Regions from separate parts of the Mus musculus genome. Here region 1 is linked to region 2. Evidence: chromatin contacts called from public Hi-C data. All regions are on one chromosome and are shown on one strand. Each heading gives the region's core, a stretch centred on a gene start, on an enhancer-like site or on the middle of the called end of the contact. The rest is flanking DNA. Distances are from core to core; before and after follow the strand shown. Region 1 overlaps Cacna2d3 (calcium channel, voltage-dependent, alpha2/delta subunit 3). Region 2 has its middle 11 kb from the start of Gm35217.

The links. Hi-C and Micro-C count contacts between places; a contact is called where the count stands out from the background.
Region 1: a Hi-C map of adipose-derived mesenchymal stem cells shows a contact between it and region 2, with 3 times the contacts expected there. The contact joins two enhancer-like sites. A contact is called at or near these places in 3 of 484 Hi-C or Micro-C datasets (the Patski cell line, adipose-derived mesenchymal stem cells and myocytes).

Annotation. Positions count from the first base shown.
Region 1 is chr14:29,080,511-29,085,670 of GRCm38.p6, forward strand. All of the region lies in intron 17 of Cacna2d3 (calcium channel, voltage-dependent, alpha2/delta subunit 3), which reads right to left. Among named protein-coding and RNA genes, the nearest start is that of Lrtm1, 65 kb to the left of the region's middle. Within about 2 kb of position 1,876, at least 19 of the 459 cell types and tissues checked have an H3K27ac peak or open chromatin away from gene starts, as enhancers often do. A contact at or near this core is called in adipose-derived mesenchymal stem cells, where this site is marked.
Region 2 is chr14:28,806,934-28,812,757 of GRCm38.p6, forward strand. No RefSeq gene overlaps it. Among named protein-coding and RNA genes, the nearest start is that of Gm35217, 11 kb to the left of the region's middle. Within about 2 kb of position 1,373, at least 10 of the 459 cell types and tissues checked have an H3K27ac peak or open chromatin away from gene starts, as enhancers often do. A contact at or near this core is called in adipose-derived mesenchymal stem cells, where this site is marked.

The DNA.
Region 1 (5,160 bases), core at 626-3,125, 270 kb after region 2:
AAGATGAAAAGTTCTACACACTTTCCAGTAGTTTGATTACAAAATTCTTTTGATGGCTATAAAACTAAAATGGCTTAGGTGTTTAAAAACAAAACAAAAATCACCCCCCCAAAAAAACCCCAACAACAATTAAAGAAACTGCTTTGAAATCCAAAATGACCTTTATCTCAATCACTGTCCTCCTAGAAGTCATGAGTCACACGCTGTGTGTGGGGAGGAGGTGGCCTGGCCCCACCGTGGTTTTGCAGGTCAAACGTGGCTTACTGTACCATGGCTGGATTAGACTTAATTCTCAAGAAGCCAGTCTGTCTGGTTATAGCAAGCTAGTCAGAGACATTAAAATGTGCTCAGTTGCTTAACAGGAAGGACATTTGGTGCCAGCCCAAAGGAAGACCAGGGATTGGGTGCTGGGAAGAGAGGGGCGGTGCCAGGCCTGGTGAAGGAGGTGAGATGTCAATGAAGACAGACAGCTGCTAGAAGAAAAGGCAGGACAGGGTGGCATTCAAGTTAAGGGGACAGCTAACTAGGGAACAATTTCTCTAAGTCAGGATATTACTTTGAGACAAATCCTGTGTAAAGTTAGATGTGAGAGGTCCTCCTAAATGAACTCAAGAATCTCTGAGAGTTGTACTGAGCTCCTGGGGGTGGGTCTGGCTTCTTCCAAATCCCAATTCATGAAGGTTTTCAGGCACCCCCCTGCCATTAGGAGGTACTGTCTAGGGTGAAGAGAACCCTTGTGATTTGGAAGCTAACCTGTGATATCTGGCTGCAGAAAAATAAAAAAAAGGAACTTTTTTTTTTTAAATTTAGCACTTACCCATGATTACTACATTAAGGGTATCAGAAGACCCTAGGGTATATTCAGCTGTCACACCATTTTAAAGAGGTCTAATTAGGCACGGCAAACTGATTCTAGAGTTGCCAGGGCAAAGAAGAAACATTTCCTTACCCACACAAATAAGATCTCAAGCTAATAGCATAGGCTCTGCAGATAACCTGGCCTTTCATAGGGGGCAGCAGCTAACCATATGATGGGGAGAGAGCTCCGGATGTGGCTACTTTCACCCAGGACTGTAAGTCAGAGCCTAGCCCCCTCTCAGTGCCCAGAGGTGTTTGATAAGTACACGAACGAGACAGATCTACAAATGAAGTATAGGTGAATGCTGTAAAGAAGGGACAAAGAGCTCCTCCCTTCCCAACCAAGCAACTAGTTGATGCTACGTAGTAGCAGTTCATGTCAATACGCCCCAGCTTCATCAAATATGCCTGTGTCTGTGCAATGTGAGATTGTTATCTAGGGAGATGTTTGGGATGACAGAATGGGAGCTTTGGTGTGGTTTTCTTTTCCTGGTAAAATTGCTAACAATATCTGTGAAGGATTCATACCTGTGACCACCTTTCCCTTCTAACTAGTCACTCTCCTTTCTTGGCACCTGGGCAGCCCTTGTTTCAAACCTTCCAGGGAGCTGAAGCCTAAATGAACATGTAGCACTTTGTCTGATGTATGCTCTCTCTGCTAGCCATGCTCTGACCTCCAACCTACGGAGGTTTCCATCCCATCCATCAGTACCCCTGCCAGTCTCACTGATGACCCAGCAAAATATTTAGCTTTTGTTTAGTGAGTTACTCTGTGTGTGTGTGTGTGTGTGTGTGTGTGTGTGTGTGTGTGTGTGTGTGTGTCAGTGCCAATTAGAGTGATGTATCTTTTAAAAAATGTTTTTGGATAGATACATGGTGGTCTGAGTAAACCCAAGAGATTTCTGATGTGATTTATGACTCATGGAAAAGCCAAGGTCCCCTGCAAGGTTGCCTGAGTTCTCATAGTCTTTCACTGCCAGTGACCATGGAAATGTGGGCAGAGCTTGGATGGGCCAGCAGGTCAGTGAAGCAAGCTACCACAGCTATGAATTCTTCTCACTTCTGAGTGCTTTGAAGTTGAGTCACATTAGGCAAGTCATCGGCTTATTGTCAACCACCAAGGAAGTGCTCCCCTGGAAGAGGATAGATAACTGCACCAAACCAGTCTCTGCCTGAATTCTTCATCTCTAACCCACTCCCTAGGTTCAGACTGAGGGATTCTACAACCAAAATCAGAGCTTATCAGTGCTTTGGCACAGAGTCATCATGCCCTATAGGATGACGACTAATACTCAGGCATATCTCAAAACTCCTGTCACTTGGCTTCTGCTAGTATTGCCATCTTTACCACTTCCTTCCTCTCTTTGTAGTCCCCCAGCTAGACAGAACTGGCTGCTTAAAAGGTCATCATACTTTTACCTTCTGGTCTGGCACCTCATTCCATCTGCTCCTCAAACCCTTGACTCTAACTCAGAGTCAAGTGGTAGACCACTGACCCCATGGACTCCACTGAGATGTACTCCTGTCTGAACTGTGTCTATTTGGGGTCCATTTAAAGTCTCCCCTCATCTGCAACCCTATAGGTAGAACAACATTATGAACTAACCAGTACCCCGGAGCTCTTGACTCTAGCTGCATATGTATCAAAAGATGGCCTAGTCGGCCATCACTGGAAAGAGAGGCCCATTGGACACGCAAAGTTTATATGCCCCAGAACAGGGGAACGCCAGGGCCAAAAAGGGGGAGTGGGCGGGTAGGGGAGTGGGGGTGGGTGGGTATGGGGGACTTTTGGTATAGCATTGGAAATGTAAATGAGCTAAATACCTAATAAAAAATGGGAAAAAAATAAAGTCTCCCCTCATTATCTCAGCCTTGCTTGGTGGCCCCATGGTATGATACAGGACTCTAGCTTACTTGTTTCCTACATTGGCTCTGAAGCATCTTGGAGAAGGGAGCCTTTTCTTATGTGTGGTGCTAAGAGTTGCCTGGCCAGGAGTAGGCTCTCCAGGAAACACAGGAGTGAACATGTCAAGGATGTATGCCCCATGCACCTGCATCACAGTGACTCCATGGCTGCCTTGCTATGGGGCCTCCAGAGAGTTTACTCCTCTATCCTTATAAGCCTTGTAGGAAGCTTCGTTTCTGTTCTCATTTTCTGTGGAGAGACCCGAGGCCAGAGGGTTAAGTAAACACACCTCAGGTCACACAGTTGACAGTGGCAGAGCTGACACTTCAGAGGTGTCAGATATGGCTCTGCTCTATGAAGAGAATGTGCTAAGGAAGATTCTTGTTCTAAACTGAGGTTGTTGCCCAGGGTCTAACTGAGATGTGTCACAGGAAGGGGACAATGGCATGAAGGAGATGGCTGAGTTTATGATGATGAAGTCTTTTAAGAAGTCCTGCCCTTACACACACACACACACACACACACACACACACACTTACACACACACACACACATACACAAACACACATACACATACACACACATACTTACACACACACACGTATGCAGTGCACACAAAATGATATTTTGGAATACACAAGAGTGAGCATGGACACACTGTAAGGGAAACCTAAACCATATTAATACTGAACCTGCTATAGAACTATGATTCACATAATGTTAAAAAAAAAAAAAAAAAACCTCTCTGTGCCTCCCCTAACTCTTCTTGGAGTACATCTGGAAACCTGGAGGTTCATTGAGAATCATGCCACTTCACTGGTTTTCAGGACACATGGTACTCCGAAAACCCTCATATCTGGGAAGTGGTAATACCACTTAAAAATGCCTCAGTTAACACTTACAAATAGTTCAAATGGACCCATTGGCCTAATTTGACTCCTTTTTATCTGTTTCTATTTCCTGTTCCTGGAGGCTGAAGCTCCATTCATTTGGACAGTGGTCTCTGCTTCCAACTATGTGTCAAGCCAGGTCCCAATTCAAGAGAAAATGGCCCAAGAATACTTTAGCAGAGTGGTATTAGGATTTTTGGTACATTTCAGAATGTGTGTACGTGTGTGTATGTGTGTGTGCCTATGTGTGTGCTTCTCTGTGTATGTATATCTGTATGTTTGTGTTTGTGCTTGGGCATGTATGTGTGCATGCATGTGTGTGTATCTGTGTGTGAATATGTGTCTCTGTGTGCCTGTGTGTGTGTGTCTATGTGTTCATCTGTGTGTGTGTCTGTGAATATAGTTTCTTCTAGTTGATGGCTTAGCTTTGTCTCTTGTGGAACATAGCTCTAGCCTAACCTGGTATGAACTATATACCTTGACCATGTAGACTTTAGTTTTGTTGTCTTTAGGACTATGCTACAATTTGGATATGAAATGTTCCCACAGGCTTGTTTCAAAGGTCCCTAGCTTGTTGTGATATTTTGGGAGGTTCTGGAGATGTAAAAACATCAAATGTCACTAAAGGAAGAAGGTCACTAGAGGCAGGTCCTTGATGATCACATCTTGTCCCCAACCCTTTCCTCATTTTCCTTCTGTTTCCTGGCCACTATGAGGCAAGCAGGTTTGTCCCCCCATATCCTACACCACCATGGCCAGCCTCATATACAACAAACTGCAGAGTCAGCTGACCAGTGACCCAATCCTCTGAAACCATGAGCTGAAATCATCGTCCCTTCAGGGGGTTTCCTCAGGGATTTTTGTCACAGTTCTAAAGGGCTAGCTAACAATCTGAATGCCATTGTGCTTCTGCTAAATGTCACCTGAGCTTGCTATTATCAGTCTCCCAGCCTTTCAGAAAGAGAGGTGTAAAAGAAACAACTCTAAGATCTTAACCCAGCACTCTACCTGTGGAGCTGTTAGGCCAGATCACCTTGCTGCCTCTGCATGGCTGCTACTCATATACAGTTTAATTTAGTAAAACCCTCAGCTATAATCCAAAGGCCTGCTACCAGGCACTGTCCTACTCTGCCAATTAATGGAGAGAGGAGGTGACTGGTCAAGGACAGTTGAAGGGACAGGTGAAGCTGAGAAGAACTCAATGTGAGTTCTGACCAGATCAGACAATTTCCTAGCTTGGGTAATCTAAATGTCTGGGCATTTTGCTTTCATCCAGTGAACATTCCAAACGAGAGTAGAAGTGGTACCTGGGCTGTATTTTGGAAATATATTTGCTCTCCACGTGGTCAGTAATAGCTAAGAAAAAAATTAAGAGCAGGCTCCTCCACCAAACAGAGCCATCATTTCAGTGGTGTGAAGGGATTAAATTACTGTGTCCCCAAAGCCTGATGTCTCAACACTTTTATTTGCATTCTTTGGGTCTTATCATTCAGGATTATGTAAAAA
Region 2 (5,824 bases), core at 123-2,622:
TATGTCCACGAAGTGAAGACACTCATAAATTGAGAGCCAACTGCTCAGATGTTCTCAGGCTCCATTGTCTTCTGAACCTATACTTCACAGCCCCTGTCATGATGCCTGATTCCAGTTAATAACTGTGAAAGACACCACCTAGTCCTCATTTCTATGTGAGCAAACCAGAGCTAATGCAAGTTAAGCCATAGCCTGGTTTTCTCAAACAAGTGCTTTTGAACATTTGTCAATTCTCTAAAAACTGTCCTCTTTCCAGACAAACCACCTGCTTCCTTTGCCATCATCTTAATTTTACCTTCCTAGAGGAGGCAGTAGCAAAACCTCTTAGAATCAGAGTCCAGAGGGTAGAGCTAGAGTGACTACCAGCTGAGCATGAGCTATGAGCTTGAGCATGGCTATGTGGCTTCTCTAACTGGTTAATGTTTTGATTTTAATTTAAATTAATTTAGTTAAAATTACTCATATTGAGGACTGAACATTTTTAAGCATATTTATAGAGTAAATATGAGAATCTACTCTTTTCCCGTTAGTTTCATGATATCTAAATTAAAATCAAATATGTCTGATGAAAGATTTACATCTGCATTGAAATGCTCTGTGAAAGCAGGATACTCTAGATTTGGGGGTCACAATACATGTCATGTATTTTTATTTTGATCTCATGTTGAAGTGACAGTAGTTTGGTTACATTGGGTTAAGTGGAATATATTATTAAAACTATTTTATTTTACTATTTATAATATCATTACTGGGAAATTTAAAATTACCCATGTGTCCTATACAATATTTCCATTGCATACGACTGTGGTAGAGAGTATAGCTTACTTTTCAGATAAGGAATGTGGCACTGCTCTCTCTTAGGAGCTGACCATTACATGAAGACAGATCCCATTCATATCTTTGTTTTAAACAGCACAAACTTGGATAATCATGTAGTCAAGCAGCTTGACTGCATGTCCATGTGAATGAAATGAGTATATTCTACCCAGTGACTATGATCTCTCATAAAACCACAGGCTTTTGGACAGGTTTATAGCATGAACCATAAATTCCCTCTTGTGGGATGGGCTTCAGATTCAATTAGAAAACAGTTGATTATCCTCCATAACAGCTGTCAATGGACTACTACTAAACTTAGTGGAAGGGAAAAAGTATATCAGTTTCTATGTGCCCTGAAATCTGCATCCGTATCCTGAAACTTCTAGGAGGGAAGCTATAAATCAGCCTCCCAGACCAAAGGGAACTCTGCCACTCATTAATTTGGCTTCATTTCTGTTACTTAGCTATGATTCACTGGTAACTGTATTGTTTCAAATGACTAACCAGTCTAAGTATTGGCAAGTTGCTAAATGCTGTCCAGTCTTGGTTAAGTAGAACATCTTTGGCTTAAGAGTCATTAAAATCAGAACACTGCCGGGTTTCCTCTAGAGACTGGGTCATCTGCCCATAGATGGATAGATCTAGACCTGGCAAAATTCCAGCAACGGGACGTGCATCCTTCATGGGAATCAGACCCCACATCCTGTGAAGTGGCATGTTCCCACACACAGAATTCTAGAAAGAAAAAAAGAAGAACAGGCTGACTCAACAAAGCAGCTCCCGCTGGCAATGGGTACTAGCAGACATGGTTCAAGACACGACAAAGCAATGGAAGATCTCCACACTAGTGTGTTCTCAGGGCATAGTTCACTGGGCCTCAATTCCTCTCTACCTGTGGAGGGGGAAATGTAAGCTCTTCCTTTATCATGTACTTGAAAGAGAGAGAAAGAGAAAGAGAGAGAGAGAGAGAGGGAGGAGAGAGAAAGAGAGAGAGGGGGGAGAGAGAAAGAGAGAGAGGGGGGAGAGAAACAGAGAGAGAGAGAGAGAGAGAGAGAGAGAGAGAGAGAGAGAGAGAGAGAGAAAAGAGAGAGAATGTTATCTTATAATAGACTAGTGGACCTTTGGATACATATTTTGAGAACCTTATATCAAAAAGTAAAACCTATTGCTTAAATATTAGCATTAGTCTTCTTTAGTACATGGGGTTGTCATTGGTTTTTGAGCAATGAGATATTCATGTTTAACTCCATATCACATCTCTAGTCCTATATTTAAGGTAATACCTCCAAAGTATCCCAGCACCTTCTGAATGAGCTAGATTTGAGGAAAGAGGTAAATATGGGCCATTCATGACTTATTTTCCAAAATACTACTGTAAGATCAAGACACATTCAATTTTAGCATAAGTGAAGGCCTGACATCTCCCACATCCTAGATTTTTGCAAGATGTTGATTTCTGGGACCAGTCTCAGAGGGCTCTGTGTCAGTGGGTCTGAGATACTGTCAGAGAAGGGATATTTTTATCTAGTTTCAAGGCTGCTGCCTCACAGCCCACAATTAGGGTAGACTGTTGTAGGTGACCATGGTTCATGACTGCCCATACTAGAACTATTATAACCAGCCCGAGCCACCATGGAATTTTCTTATTCCAGAAAAAACTAAGCCCAGACTCCTCCCTTTCCACTCCTCCTCAGTGAGTGTGGTGACTCCATGATTAATCTCCCTGCCTCAGAAGCTCTTATGACCACACATAAATTTACTTCAAAATAAGCACAGGCGCGAACATGCAAGAATCTACTTAACATGAGGAGTGACAGATTTCAGAATAATGTTCTTGTACTGCAAATGCCCCTACCCCAGGCCAGATTACAGAGGGCTTAGGAAGAAAAGCCGGGGAGGGATATTCACATCTGTGAGAAAAGAAAGGAAGGCTCCAGCACCCGGCCTCTCTTCACAATGCTTTGCCTGCCTGTTGGGAACTGCAGATTCCTCAAAGGGACTCTTCCCACGGGCTGAGCCATTCAGTCAAACTGGGAAGCTGCAGACATGGGAACTTACTTTCACTGGGAGCATCTGGACAGGGCATAAAGGGGGCACAGCATGTGATGGGCTGCCTGCCTCAACTGTCTCTGAGCAACACTCTGTGCAGAGACACTGGAGGAATCAGAGCACATGTGTTTGGTTTGCATTCTGAAAACAGGTAACATGTTTGTCACTTAAGTCAACAGTGTAAAGACCTGAGAAATCAAGACAATAACAAGCAGGACTGTGACTTGGAGAAAATATTGGAAAACAATAACATCCATCTAAGGGCATAGTGGTTATGGTCACTAGGGTTCCAGTTTCTGGCTATATAGATCCAGCTAGGTAATTATGTCCATATTTGAGTTCAATCATTCTCTGGATTGGTATATCCTATTAGCCTAATAAGAGTACTATTGGCCTGATCTACTGAAGAAGAATTAGCTCAGGGGACCCCTTTCAGGGTAACGTATTATTTTTACAGCACTGGAATATTTTCTTGGTATGTGATAATATAATACCAGTCTGTTTCCTTCAGCAAATTCATCCTGGTAAATACAGGTGTCTTTATTCTGGCAATGGTTTAAGATTAACATGGAACTGACATATAAAGTCTTAACCTCCTTGCCTTCTGTCCCCAGACATATCCCCAGTTCAAACAACCACATCTGCCATGGGAGGCCTGTGACATGGCTGGCATCAGTCTCTGCATACTGGTTTGTTTGTTTGTTTGTTTGTTTTTTGTTTGTTTGTTTTGTCTCAAGAGAGCTGGGTGGGGTGTTCAAAGCCTTCCCCAGCTCCCAGATTCAAGGATTGAAGGCAAATCAAAAAGACGTCTGCCACCTCTCAAGATTCCCCCTTCCCACAATTCCTGAAACCCCTGTGTGGATGAGCCTGTATCTTCCTGAAGTAGAAAAGTACAATGGGGACTGAGAAAAGACATGTCCGTCAAGGTCATACTGGTGTCAAACCCCTAGGAAAATGCTAGAGGTCAGTATTTTTCCCAGAGCAGAAACTCACTGAGCTGCCCCACCCAGCAAGGTCTCCTAACTTTCTTGCCCCAGACCCATTGGAGACTGAAACTGAGACTAAGAAAAAGATCCCACTGCCCTTGACCATAGCCAACTCTGTGACTGCTGCATCTGTCCTCAGCTTGTGCACATCTCTTCCTTCTAGAGCCTTGACACCGACTTTGAACAAATCCTTATCAACTCTGCAGTAGCTTTCTACTTGACCTTTGTTGCCTCTCGAGGTCCTCCTTGTTCAGTTTCCAGCTTGCTGAATGATAATCATTTACTAATACAGGTCTGAAGAAGATACTCCCTGTCTATGGCTGTCTAAGAAAAAAAAATCTTTATAGTTCTGAAGGTCTCTGCAATGCTCAAGTCCATCCTACCACCTCCTTTTCTTCTAAAACTTGTATTTTGCTTCTGTTCCCATCAATGTAGAGATCTCCAGATGTTCCATGAGCCCCCACACCTCTGGACCTTTGCTTATTTTGCTTCCTGTCACTGGGAATGCTCTGTTGGGCTTCCGTTCAACCTTCAATTCCATGTTCAAAATCTCCTTTTTCTTGAGAATACTCACTCAGGTCGCTTACCAGAATGATTTTCTTCAGGGGACTGATACTCTGTTTTGTTTAGTTGTGTGAACTTGGAGTCCTGAAGAAAGAACTCTATGTATGCTGTCTATTTCTGATAAGTCTATAGTCTGTATTTTCTTCATATATTTGAAATTTTGCTATGTTCAAATAAAACTTGACTTATACACGCACTATCAGAAAGTTTGAGACAGTGGGATATTGGCAGGAACCAAGCAATTGCATCCCAGACTATGTCCCCTTCCATGGCTCAGGCAAGCAACAGTCACTGATCAAGATGCTTTTCCCAAGGACTACAGGTATAGATTTCCAACCTCTTGTCCAAACAGCAGCACTAATTACTCAGGTTGTATCTGTTTAGCACCAAGCAAGTACTCTGTACTCCCAAGCGCTTGTTTTCTGTTCCCCTCCCCTTCCTTATGAGTGATATTCACAGAACTTCTACTACAAACCTTTGGAGGGGTGCATGTTGTTTTTAATTCCTCCCACAGTAACTAGGGATGAGGGAGGACAGAGTTCAGACAGAAATCTGAGATATTCTTCTCTTGGGATGATTCACTTGGCTCTCCTTAAGCTCAAATGAAACTCAGTCACAGCAGAGTTCAGCCATTGGTAATATTATAAGATGAGCAAGGCTCTGATAAAACTTTATGAGAACCCATACATCCAAGTTATCTCTCAACACTAGAGAGGGGCAGTAGAGATATTTTTTCCCTTCATTATGAGACCACTGGGTTTCAAACAAAGAAAAGGGTCATATTTGGGAGAATTATAAAGTTTCTATTTCTGAACACGGTTAAAGTCAGGGGTATTAAGAAGAAACTACCCCCACAGCCGTGTTCACAACCCAGGTCTGGGTTGCGAATGTATGCTTCGCATGCTTCTGGGACTGTGACCTCTGGTACTTACTATCAAGTCAACTAGCATTCAGCTACCAAAGCATGATCAAGACCCCTAATGAGACATCCTCATAAGAAGGAGATTGGAAAGACTTGCTAGTTCAAGAATAAACTCATCTAGAAACTGATTTATTTTGCTTTGACAAGATCATTATAGCAATGAAGTCCAAGTAAAAAGAATTCTATTTTGACTGTGAGTTCTGGGTAAAATTTGACATTTCATGTTTATGGACACCAACTCAGATGTATCACAGTCCTCAGAGGACTAATAGCTACTACATGAACGCATGCTTCAGGTGATACATTCAAAATTGCCAGGAAATGATAGGAACATTTATGCTAGGCAAGTGGACAAAATTAAACTCTGTATACTATCAACATGAACACTGAACTTCCTGTTACATGTTAGGGTTTGGTTCCTCCCTCGCCGCCCCCCCCCCCCCGACTTCCCATTCCCTCAATGGCCCTGTCTCTCTGTAACTTA